Regions from separate parts of the Anas platyrhynchos genome. Here region 1 is linked to region 2. The links are chromatin contacts, called in public Hi-C maps. All regions are on one chromosome and are shown on one strand. The core of a region is the stretch at or near the end of the contact, and the rest is flanking DNA. Distances in the headings are between cores, read along the strand shown.

What was found. Hi-C and Micro-C count contacts between places; a contact is called where the count stands out from the background.
Region 1: a contact with region 2 is called in a Hi-C map of small yellow follicle, with 6 times the contacts expected there. The contact joins two enhancer-like sites. A contact is called at or near these places in 2 of 8 Hi-C or Micro-C datasets (F5 follicle and small yellow follicle).

What each region holds. Positions count from the first base shown.
Region 1 is chr5:47,666,568-47,672,805 of IASCAAS_PekinDuck_T2T, forward strand. No RefSeq gene overlaps it. Among named protein-coding and RNA genes, the nearest start is that of TRNAQ-UUG, 57 kb to the left of the region's middle. Within about 2 kb of position 3,559, at least 2 of the 8 cell types and tissues checked have an H3K27ac peak or open chromatin away from gene starts, as enhancers often do. A contact at or near this core is called in small yellow follicle, where this site is marked.
Region 2 is chr5:47,486,706-47,492,700 of IASCAAS_PekinDuck_T2T, forward strand. No RefSeq gene overlaps it. Among named protein-coding and RNA genes, the nearest start is that of SMIM38, 81 kb to the left of the region's middle. Within about 2 kb of position 3,541, at least 3 of the 8 cell types and tissues checked have an H3K27ac peak or open chromatin away from gene starts, as enhancers often do. A contact at or near this core is called in small yellow follicle, where this site is marked.

The sequences.
Region 1 (6,238 bases), core at 2,309-4,808, 180 kb after region 2:
CCATAAGCCTTTTAAAGAAAATATTTTTTTGTTTGTCATTGTCAACACGTGTTGTGGGTGAAGATGACTTTCTATCCAGAGCTATATTTGACCAGTTGCATTTTTCCCCATCACAATCCTCGGGATTTCTCACCACACTGGGTGGAAAAAGGCATGTTCCCCAGCAGATAGCTTTCGTGTGCCAACAGCTAGGGAAATTTCTGTTCCTTGGAAAATTGGTCCCAGTGTATTACAACTGAATGGCCAGCCCAGGGCAGAGTTTCCCTAACTGTGGGCTACAATCCCCGGAGGACCGTGAAAGAGTTCAAAGGGGGCTCTGAAGTGTTAGAAAAAACAGTGCTGGTCAGCAGCTGCTGACTTTTTCCTGGCTGGAAGAGTGAGGCTGTGGTTTCACGAGATTAAGTCTTCAGCACCAATTCTGGCTTCTGGTATTCCCTTTCCAGCCTTTCCCCACCGCTTGTTTCATCTTCCCTCCTGCAGTGCACGGGCCCCTCGCTTCTCCTGGCGGATTGGTTTGTGGCTCTGCTGTGAAACGGATCAGGAATTTGATCCAATTTGGAGGAAGACACACAAAAAACGAAGTGTTTCCCTGCCAGGCTATTTTTAAACTGGACTTATTCCCTGCCCCAGCTCACTGCACAGACGCACCACCAGCAGCACCGGTGCCACAGAGGGACACGGGACGGGACCGCGCCGCTCTGGCACTGCCATGGGCAGGCTGCTCTGGCAAAACCACAGCCACAAGAGCGGCTCTAATTGCTAGTGGCCAGAGGTTATGCTCTCTAGGGAAGGATGAGTTGCTTTTCAGTGCCTTAATTGCTGGCAGCAGCTCAGTTCCTCCAGAGGAGAGGAGCGAGCGTTTATCCCTAAAGCCAAAATTACAGTGAAGTCTCACTCTCCTCTGGCCCTGTGGGGCTGCTGACTCAGGGGGCTGCATGAAAACAGATGTTTCCAGAAGGGGCCACCTTTTCCAAGTGTTTGGAAATGCAGGCCTTGGAATCCCAAGGGGATTTTGCCTCTGGCTGTTCATGACAAATCTAGCCCCGTCTGATGGCGAACAGTACCTGAGGCAGAAGCTCGGGGACTTCAGGAGGACATTGTCCTGTGGAGAAGACTCTCATTCTTCTGCCACTTGCCACTGCCTTTAATGACTTTGTGTTGGTGTCCACAAAGTGAAACTGACCGGGGGAGCCACTTCACAATGAGAAGCAGCTGATGCTGGCCTTTACAGCTTCAGCAAGAAAGGCTTGGTCTGAATTGCCAAGTGGTATAAATAACTCCAAGTCTTTGTTACAACACATCAGCTGAGCTTCGTGGAGGGGCTCAATGCAAACAGCATAGAGCCGGTGGGCCTAGAGCGTGGCTGAGTCCTGCAGCCCTTTAGGTATCTGTGCCGGAGAAGGAGCAACACTTAAAAACAAACTGAGATGAGCACAGCTCAGCTTGAACCTGTGGGGAGTTTTAGCAGGTTAATTCATTCTTCAGGTGTGTGAACTCAGTGCCGTTTGTACTCACTGAGATAAATACAGAAACACCATTGCAGTCGGGAGGGGAAAGCAAGTTAGATGTCAGCTGTGACTGTCACTGTTCTGTTTCTGCTGATTGAATTCTAGCACATGTTTTAGATCATGGCAGATGGTCAAGATTCATTTCATTGTAATAGAGAGGGAAATGAGAAAAAAATTCAGCTCATAACACAAAGGGCTGCGTTTTCAAAATATCAAAGCTACATAGGAACTTTCCTGAAATCAGCTGGATTTATTGCCTAGGTGTGCTAAGTTCATACATGCCTCATACATGCAGAAATCCCCTTGGAAAATAGAATTTTGATTCCTACATCAATTCATATGCCTTTGAAAATTTACCAGGAGCTTGTTTATAAACCAGAGTTGAGAAGTCCGTGACTGGACATCACACTGGCTTTAAATTGAGAAGATATTAAATGAAATCTAAACACCAACTTTATCATCCACATGCAACCACAGTAAAGGTAGACAGCCATCTCCAACGAGCGGTAACTGTGCTGCTGCCTTGTTCAGAGACTGCAAGATCACAATTTCCATTGCACATAGAACTTTTTGTCTGTTGAAGTGCCCTATTTCTGCCATGTGTATGTCAGAAACCCCTCACTTTGGTTTTATGGCACATGTTGAATTTCCTCTCATTCAGAGCCTTCTGGTACATGGGCCAGCTTCGCATATTGTTTGTTTGTTTGTTTGTTTTTTTTTCCTGCAACACTGAAGGTTAATAGTTTCCCTTAAACTGTGAATACGGGCTGTGATTCTTAGAAGAAGATTCTTGTTTTCTATTTTTATGTTGACACATTTCCATGTACATATGGAACAAAAATGATCTGTTTTAAGAACTGTACGTATAGAAGGTCCCTGCCCCAAAGAGGCTACGAGCTGAAGCTAAAAAAGTGTTTATACATAAACAAAAAGGCCGTTTCAAGGAATTAGTCTGAGATAAAGTTACAGTGTCTTTATGAGGTTATTTGTGAGCATTGTTTCTGAGACAGTTTGGAAAAAGAGATAACTGAATGGCTTCACAGACATTTATGGGGAAAACATGAAGTAGAGAAGTGCTTGTTTGCAAGCTTGACTTCAGGTTGAGGAATGCTGGCATCCCTGGACAGTTGGTGGTAGAGGGCAACATCTTGACAAAGCTCAGGGATGGAGAGTGGAGAAATGAAGTACAAGATTTCAGAGGTGGCTGAAGATGCTGCTGAATTTGCAGAGCTGTGTGATGGATGAGTAGAAGGAGCAGACTTGCAAGAGAAAACACACGATGCTGCATAACCCTGTTGAGTTTACATTTGTAGCTAGTTTATTCATGAGGTAAGCCAGAGAGATGTACTGCATTTCTTTATCTGGGAGATGCATTTTCACAGAACTTCAATATTCTGATATGTGTCCTTAAGATAAGGATACCAAAAAGGATAGTGAACTTTAAGAAGAGAAAAGAGGATACAGAAACCAGACAGCACACAGAGGTGTGAATTCCAGTTCTAGGAGAGAAAATGTCACCGTGTTTAAAAAATCAGATAGAAGTGAGCTGAATCACAAGGACAAGCAGGAGGGCAGGACCAGCGCGATAAAAGAAGAGAGGTAGGAGAGTCCTTTTGCGGACCAGCAGCACAGCTCTTAAATGGGGTGTGTGAATTGTGCTCTCCGGGACGGTGCGAAGGATGCAAAAATGCCATCTGCTACAAGAAGCCTGGGCAGAGGAGTTGCTCAGAAACAGGATTTGAACTGGTGTTTCTTTTACAGTGATGCAGACAGCTCTGCCCTTGCCACCCAGTCCAGCTGCCCCTTAAAAATAAAAGAAAAAGGAGAAGCAATAGAAGAAAAAGAAGCCCAAACGATGTGACAGTCAGTGCCTTGCTGACAGATACTAGGGCGATGTGGGATGCATTGTTTTCCAAAATTCTTTGCCTCACCTCAGAGAATTACATCTATTTTATGGGTCACAAACGAGGAATTTCTTTTGACTGTCAACCTTGGGCACATTCTTCGTTCCTCCTTCACACAGCCTGACCGGGAGGCTAGCTGGTAATGATCTGAGCTGTTCCAATTTACACATCGCAGCGATTGAAACTTCCTGTACGTACAACCCTTACTGTACTGTATTTCAGTACATCGCAGGCAAACAATCCCATTGTCTCCCATGTGTTTCGAACAACAAACATACAACAGGTGATTAAACTCCATAAACAAACAGGGTTTTCCCAGCAACAAATCAACACCTCTCCACGTCTGGTATTTGTGGAATTTGATAAGCCACCCACTTTGCTCCCTCCCCATTCTTGTTATGTCTGTCCTCAGCCTTCTTCATCTTTTATCCCCACCCTGCTTCACCCAGTTTCCAAAGGAAGGCATTCATTGTTAATTAACTGCTGAAATAGTGCAAGCAGCTTGGTTCATGGGATTGAGATGGGAATGGAGCTTTAGTTCAGAGTTTAAAATGTTTTGAAAGGCCTAAAAGGCATGTTTTCTCACTCGGAAGGAGGGAGGGGGACAGGGAAGAGTAATACATAGGAGGAAGAGAGAGAGTTAGGGAATGTAACTGGAAAACCTCAAGCCAGTAAATTAGGATGCATCTTAATCAGTTTGAATGATTTTATTTATTTATTTATTTATTTAATCAAAGGTTCTGGTCTTTCTGGTGCCTATGTACTCCCAGATGTACATGTGTGCTTTGTATAATGTTTCTGGGCCAGATACTGATTTCAGTCAGAGAGGTGTAAATCTGGAATTATTCAGAGTTAGTAAACAGTGCCTTTATGCAGAGGTTATGCTGGCATAACAAATTATCTGCCTCTTATTGTGCTCATTTACCTAGAATACTTAAAATTGCTAGGATGGCCAAAATAGAGCAATTGTTAAAAAAAAGGTTCCCCTTACAGGCCATGTTTGCTCAATCTGGTGCTGCACCTTTACAAGCAGATTAATACCTTACTGTACTCCTTCCCCATTTCCATCTAATTGTGCTGTCCTATCTTATAAGACTGCCTTTTCTGTTATTGACAAAGTGAAGCCCTTACCACGTGCCCAGACTCCATCTCCAGCCGCAACAAGCGGAGTTGTGGCTCACGGAAATGCTGCCCCTGTCTGACTGCTCGTGTGGAAAATGCCCGATCCACTGGGGTGGCTCGGAGCTGGCCTCAGGTCGTCCTCATCCATTTTGGATTGCAGACGCTGGTAAGAAACATTCCTGAGGCTTGAGGGGTTGGTATTGCTGCTCTGGTTGTTGCGGTTATAGCTGCAGCCACAGTACCAGCAGCTGTTCAGTATTCCCATTGTGTTCTGCCTAATTAGACTACAATCTGCAGTTGTCCCCAGAAATCCATACTGCACTCTGTTTATTTAGATCTCACGTAATAGCAGCAGCTCTTCCATGGGCTATCCTGCAGTGTTGCAAATACACTTGGCCTGTGTTGATCAGAAATGCAAGTGTTTCATTCCATAAAGAAATTAGGAGCTCCACTGCTGTCAAATCCAGTGGTTAAATGAAGCAGAAACTTAGTTCAAAGGCCAACTCCTGGAAGCATTTTCCTTTACAACATTTCAAGAAGCAATACTTCCCTTTTGGGATTGTCCAGGAGAACATGCTTATAAACTAAATGCCATGCCTTTTTAACAATGACAAATATTTCATGTCTAGTAAAAAAAAAAAAATAGTGTGTGTGAATGCAGCAACCCAAAAGGGAGACATTTATTCAAAGGATTTTTGCTGCGCCAACTGTCCTGGGGGAGGGCTTGGACTTGGGAAGTCCAATTCTCTCCTCTAAACCACATCCACATGATGAAATGCAGGGATTCCCTTCCTATTCTATCACGTAGCTTGCCCAGAGGCTAGGTAGGTTAGTCCTGCAAACCTGTAGATACTCCTAAAAAGAAACATACAGAGCGAGAGCAGCTTGCAGAGAGGCCTCACATCTCTCTACAGGTTGCTGGTGTGGGACGTGTGCTATTCCCAGGATCTCAGAGCTTCCCCCCAGACTGTATTCCCGCGCTGCCTGCTTTTCCTTTTCCTCATCAGCTTGCTTCTCTGATGTAGGTATGGAGTATAAAAACCTTGTGAAGACCCAAGCACTACCAAAACTGCAAATAATAACCTTCAGCACAGTAATGAAAGGGGCAAGGAATCAGCAATCCTGGCTTCTGTTCCTTTGGAGTCTTGGGTGTTCTGCAAGTCTTCTTTAGATGTGCTAATAAAGAGCAGGATGCTGAACTTGAAGAACCCAGATTTAAATATTTTGACCCACAAGCACAGATACAGCAGATAGTTTCAGGGATTTATCTGGGAGTCTTTTTCTCAGGTGAGGAGCAGGCTCGGCAGCGCCGTACCCTGCAGGTGTCGTGCGGTTAATCTGCCCACGGCTGCTTCTCAGATCCCGCGCGGCTCTGACTGAGGCTCTTTTCCTGTTTGCAAGGGAGCGGGGCCTTATCAGCAACATCTGCAATGTCGTATGGCTTACCCAGAGCCTTTCACCAATCACGGGGGTGTTTTTAATCACTCCGAACAGGAAATAGCATGCTGCATTTAAATACTGTATATAATTATCATGGGAAATATAATTAGCAAGCGTAATTAAATGGGCTTGACTGCATATCAGACTGTTTCTCGATTTTTCACTCAATCCAGCTGTTTCTCACAAGCTCTTTACTTTGAATACTGGTGGTCTGCGACGGAGCCTCTGCACAGAATGGAGAAAGAATTACTTCTTTAAAAGCTA
Region 2 (5,995 bases), core at 2,291-4,790:
CCAGTCACTGGTTATAATTTATCCGGGAATTGTATTTCAGTGAACATCCTAATATGTAGGGACCAGATAGAAGACCTAAAGACTCTATTGTGTGAGGAAGGCTGTATTCTCTGTTTTATCCTTCAATTTGGAGAGGAAAACAATGTGAGGAAATGGTGTGTTGACCAGTTTGTTTTACACATAGTGTTCTATAGAATGAGAGATATAGAGCAATTGCTTTCTATCCATTCAAACAATGTACTGTGGGTACATTGGTAAAGTATGTACCCTGCTCCATGTCATGCCTAATGGCTTATTATTATTATTTTCTGTGTTGTTGCAGACAGATTCTTAATATAAGCTAGAGTAAAATCAAAAGCATGTATTTATTTCAAGATAGAAGTGGAAACATCCCCTCCTTGCAGCTAATAATAGGGTTGACATTGTTAAACAATTAAATTTAAAAATATTAATAATAGGTCCTTCATGCATGTTAAACAAAACTTCAATAACCACTCTGTTTTATTGTTTAACTGTATGTATGAGTCATAAGGAAAGTGTTAATGTTCAGGATCGGATATGAATCATGTATTTGTGAACAATCTTCCAAGGCCAGCACTGAAATCCCAAACACATTTACTCTTTGTAGTTAGTCAGCTCTGCGCTTGGAAACTGAAAGTGTAATCAAAGTGAGAGTTTGTTTATTAACTAGCGGATGCTGTGCATCTTATTTACACAGATTGATAATGGAGGGTGAAAAATAAGGGAAAAGCTGGTAATGCATAGAGCTCTGTGTCCCTGGGGTACAAATCACAAAAGGAACCTGAGCAGCAGTAGCACTAGCCATTAAACGCTGAAAGCACTCTGTAACTTTAAAAGGAAATCCCATATTCATGAAGGGAATCCATATGGCACCCTATTTGTAAGGAGAGGTGCCCCATTCTCTTAAAAGCTGACTTGCATCATTTATTGTTTTGACTGCTTTAGCATTAGGGTGAGAGAATGCACTTCAAGGGGAACAAATAAGACAAGTAAAACGTGCAGGATTAACTTGGGTGTTATATTGTATTGTATTGATTTGCATTACAGATAGAAAATTGGAATTACTGAACTACGAGCTCTTTGTGCTCTCTGTATTCTAGCATACTAAAGAAATCAGGTTCTTTGTAGAAAGCAATCTCACCTGGTAATTACTTCCAATCATTGGTAATAAGTATGTTCCTAATTGCCTCCTTCCCGGAAAAGCACTGAGTGAAAGGAAGGTTGAGTTGCCTGTGCTGGAGAAGGGACAGAAGTAACTGCCAGAATTCATGTCCAATGTTATACATGTAGACTAAGAAAAGTTTCTGAATGCTAGCAGTGGTTTTGGGGAGATCTCTGGATATCTAGGTCAGCCTCTGATATTGTCTGACCTTCAGCAAACAGTTTTTCCTGTCTGGTTTCTCACTTGTGAAATGGATCCTAAAAAGCGTTTGATCAAACTGTCTATAATCCAATGCACAATCTCTCCTATGCTCAGGGAATTGCTATTGAATTTTAGTTATGCTAGGTGTCCATGATTTATGCCATTATGGCATGCCGTATGGAACTCCTCTGGGATATGGCAGAATCAGTGTGGCTTTTGCAAAGGTATGTGTTTGCTTATCTAGCTCTGTGTTGGTGTTCTCATCACTTCAAAATATACTTCCAGCAATAACATTTGTTTTTCATAGCTGTGTGTGTTTGAACCTAATGTAACATTATCAGTCTAAGCTTGCAAGATCATAAAAATCTGGGTATTAATGATTGCATTAAAAGGAAGCAAAAAGTAGATTAAATAACTCGACAAAGCTTTGGCCGAGCTTGCATTTGAATGGAGAATTCCTGGCCATATATTCCTGCCCCTAAACCTCATTTACAGATAAGAAATGACATACATTCACAAAATGTGTTCATACAGAGACTGTTCTGCTGGAGAGCCTGAATAACTGGTTTTGCTACACACTGAAATATGACTTGTGCTCTCAGGTGACAGGCTGCTTGGGGTCACAGCTGGCGCACTCACAGCCTGCTCTGGGCCTTTTTTGGAGGCTACTGCAGCCACCTCCAGGTTGTCCCATCACTTGGGACGTGCCTTAGAAGTTTGTGGAGAGGAGGGTGGTTTTCTATGTTTTGTAAAGGATGTAATGGTAACTGTGCTGCTCAAAGGAGAGTCGCTCGAAGTGAGGTTTGGTGGTGAGTGACCAAGCAGAAAGAAATCAAAAGCAAAGATCGGTGGTGATATTGCATTTAAGCTTTGTTTCCCAGCAACTTCCCAGTTCCTCAAATACGAAGTTTTCTTTTTAATAGGTTAATACTAATCATTCACGTGTTTAAATCCAGACAGTTGCACAAAGTTTACAGTAAAAGAATGAAAAATATAAATAATTAAAAGCCAGTCCATTTAGCTATTTTAGTTCTGATTAAACTGCTGTGTCTTTTGAGCAGAGCCAGACCCAACTATCACTGCTACTTTCTTCTGCAGCAGAAGCACAAACTGACGTCTGATTAGGAATGCTTCCTCCCCCAGCCTGTGTTGGTTTCTTTGTGTTTCTAAATGGTATGCCCCATCTGCTGTTTACACAGTAGCAGGGAACTTCTATGTTTAAAATAAAAGCAAATCAGACCCTTTGCACATTATTAAGCCTTTTTATTCTTGTGACACTGTAGAGGTCTCATCTGAAGTAATTTCAGTTGTAAATTATAAAATGCAGCCATGCAAAGCAATGGCCTGTTGCAGCTTTATAGCAAAGTACCTCCTGGAGGCTGAAATTAAGATCATGTGTTCAAATGTATTAGTATTTAAATATCTTATTACAGATACTTGGGCCAGTCTGTCTTGCTGGCCTGGCAAAATTTATTTTATTGATTGTATCAAATGGTGTTTCTGGACGATAATATCTCTGGATGTATCTCTATTTATCTCTATCTCTAACTAAGTACTAGCAGTTGTGCACTGAAGCAGAGATCAGGAACATGTGTTCAAAGTGCGCTTCCATCGCAACCTGGTGTGAGCTGATCCCTCTCTTTCTCACTTTTATGTTTGGTATTGTCTGCCGTGTGAACTGCACAAAATACAGGGACATGCTGGCACTGCAGGCAGGGCTGACTAAATTACTCTTCTCTTAATGCCTGTCCTTGTTACTGATGGTGAAGCACACCCAGAAGAAGGGATGGATTTGACTCACAGTTGCTCTGTTGATGTAGTTTAACGTGGTTTTACAACCTTTCCTGTTACCTCTCTTCTGAGTAATGCTGTGCAGTCCATGTCCATAATCTAGGATGCAGTCTAGTGTTTTTCCTTATTTGCAGATTTAACAGTCGGTCAGATTTACTGATTTATTTTTTTTTCTTATTAGAAGATTAAGTTTGTCTGCCATTTCTTGTCTACAGAGTCTTTCTGATTTCTGCCTGCCTTCAGCAGGGTCAACCAGCAAAGCCTGCCGCCTTCTCAAGGTTGAAAATTTAAACTTTGCTGCCATACATTGTCTGCGGGTTAAAAAATGACTGCGCTGAGCTGATTAACAGAGAACATTCAGTTTCCTTATTGCTGATGAAAGGGCTGGAATACTTGTCCAAATCCCATTAGTGGAAACCTAGTCATTGCTGAACTATGCAAGATTTTAAGAACTCATGTAGTAAAAATGTACAAATATGAGGTACGAAAGAGGAAAAAAGAACTAATTTTATGAGCTGTTTCTGCACTATTGCAGTTTATTTTTTTTTAAATGGCCATAATCTTTGCTGGTGCATGGTCAAATAATTGTTACCTAACATTCTGTCACTGGAAGGCACACACGGCATCCATATAGCATGGTGGTTATGCATCTTAGGTTGATAGTCAATATATATATTGACTATATATACGTGGGAAAAAAACAAACAAAAACCTTAGCACTCCATGATGGGCATATGAATGAAGGCAAGCTATATATATGGCCCCTTCTGGATTGCACTTTTTGGATGCTAATGTTTAGTTGTGTTCAACTGCTTAGAGGAATTGCTTAGGACTGACTATATCACGCCCTGAGAGATCAGGATGAGCTGTTTCTTTTTTCTCCTGTACCTATTGAATGATTCCATGTGCATAGTTCACTGAGACCTAAAGGAGTACTGAACCCTTGTGCTTCACAGTGCTTATCTAGGAAGAGGAGGAAGGACTTGCCTCGTTACCCCTTAAGGCTGTTCCAGTCCGTAGCATTTCCAGTGTTGTATCCAGACCTCAGGGTTGGGGCCCCAGTTTAATTTTTTATTTTATTTTATTTTTTTTTCCAGAACTACAAACACTGATGTTAAATGCAATTATTAGGGGATATTTACACTTTTTTACTTTACTTATTTTCTTTACAAAGAAACTAGTTGAATTCCATTAGGCTGAGGAAGGAAATAAAGGACAGAATTAGGTACTAATTAACATCAATGGAAAAGGTACTTCAAGCTTTTGTTCTCACTATACAGTAAGGAAAAAGTGTACATCAGAGGTGTTTGGTTAAGTTAAAAGCTGTCAACTATATGCTGGTTACAAAGTCCATTTTACTTTAAAAAGATAAAAGTATTGGCAATGACTTGTAGATATGAAAATAAGTATATTAATAATTCCATTCTCTACATTTTCAGTTGACCTTTGTTCTGGTGGTAACATTTTATGGATCACATTAGTTTGCTAAATAAACTTATTCCTAGAAATAAGAACATGACAGCTTTACACTTAGCTGGCTAAATTGCTATTGTTTTCTACTATGGCAGCTTCAAGAATTGCATGGTTTAGACCAATGGCACTTTCAGAAAGTGTTTTATTCTGCATGAAGGGATGTATAATCCCAGAAAACAATGCATCCACAGAAGTGAATGCATTCCCTATCAAAGAGGAAGCGTGGTGCCAAAAGGAGATTCCGAACAGTTCCTGGATGGAGATTCTTCTCCAACATTGGGAGTATTTTGGACAGCCTCTAAACTGTGACAGCAGCGACATCATTGAGAAATATGATTAAGATAGAAAGCTGGTTGTGTTTTTTATTGCCCCCTAGCCCCAAACCCCTTTTTGCTAGCTAACTGGTGTTCAGCCCAAGTATTTTAAATATTGGGATTAGCACTCTGGGTTGACATTCCCATAGTTCCCCGCAGTTGATACCTTTCACTGGGCTATTGATAATCACTGTTTTTTGTTTGCTTCTTCCTCTTTAGCAGCTTTGTGGTTTGTGTGTCTGTTTGTATAGTATTATTAACCTAACAGCTCACATATGCCACTAGCCTGTTATTGTGGACAATTATTTTATATTCATGTACTTTTATTATCAATCTTTTACAGCCTGCTTGCCAATTTTTAGGCAGATAAATTCTGCATGCTGAATAGCAGAGAGACTTACTGATAGTAGGAAACCGCTCATGGAGCCTTAATAGCTTGGAATAGTTTATAGTGGCAGGTGTAAGAGATAAAGGAGGAGTGTCATTTACTGGTATATGAGATTCTAGTAAGTGTCATAAAATCTGACCTAGAGCATCAGAGCAGAAAGTAGGTTGTTTTTTCTTTTCTTTTCTTAATCTTGTTACATCTAACGTTGTAATATTTTTAAGTATACTTGCATGCCTTGTGTTTTTATTGTCTTCAGACTCTCACAGTCATAACATTCCTTCCCTTAAGACTAGAAACACAAACTGTTGATTACTCTGAGTAGGAGGTAGAAAAAAAAAAATTAGAGATATTGTGAGAACAATTTAGAATACATTTGGATCCAACCCGTTCTTTCTTAAACACGGAAACATTTCTAGATAAGGCTTATGCTAGATCAAGGGATTCAAAACTATTTGAGAGTTGGAGAGCTGGAAGCAGCTGACTGTTGTTCTGAGAGGTGGTAAATCTGCTGTACTCAGAATAATCACAGGTGGTCAAATTCAGGACAACTCTATAGATGTGGCTGAAACTTGGGCCCACATTTGGGCCTTATAATGATAGACTCATTTCCTGAACAGGAACCTCATTCTTGCTTTCCTGAGGATG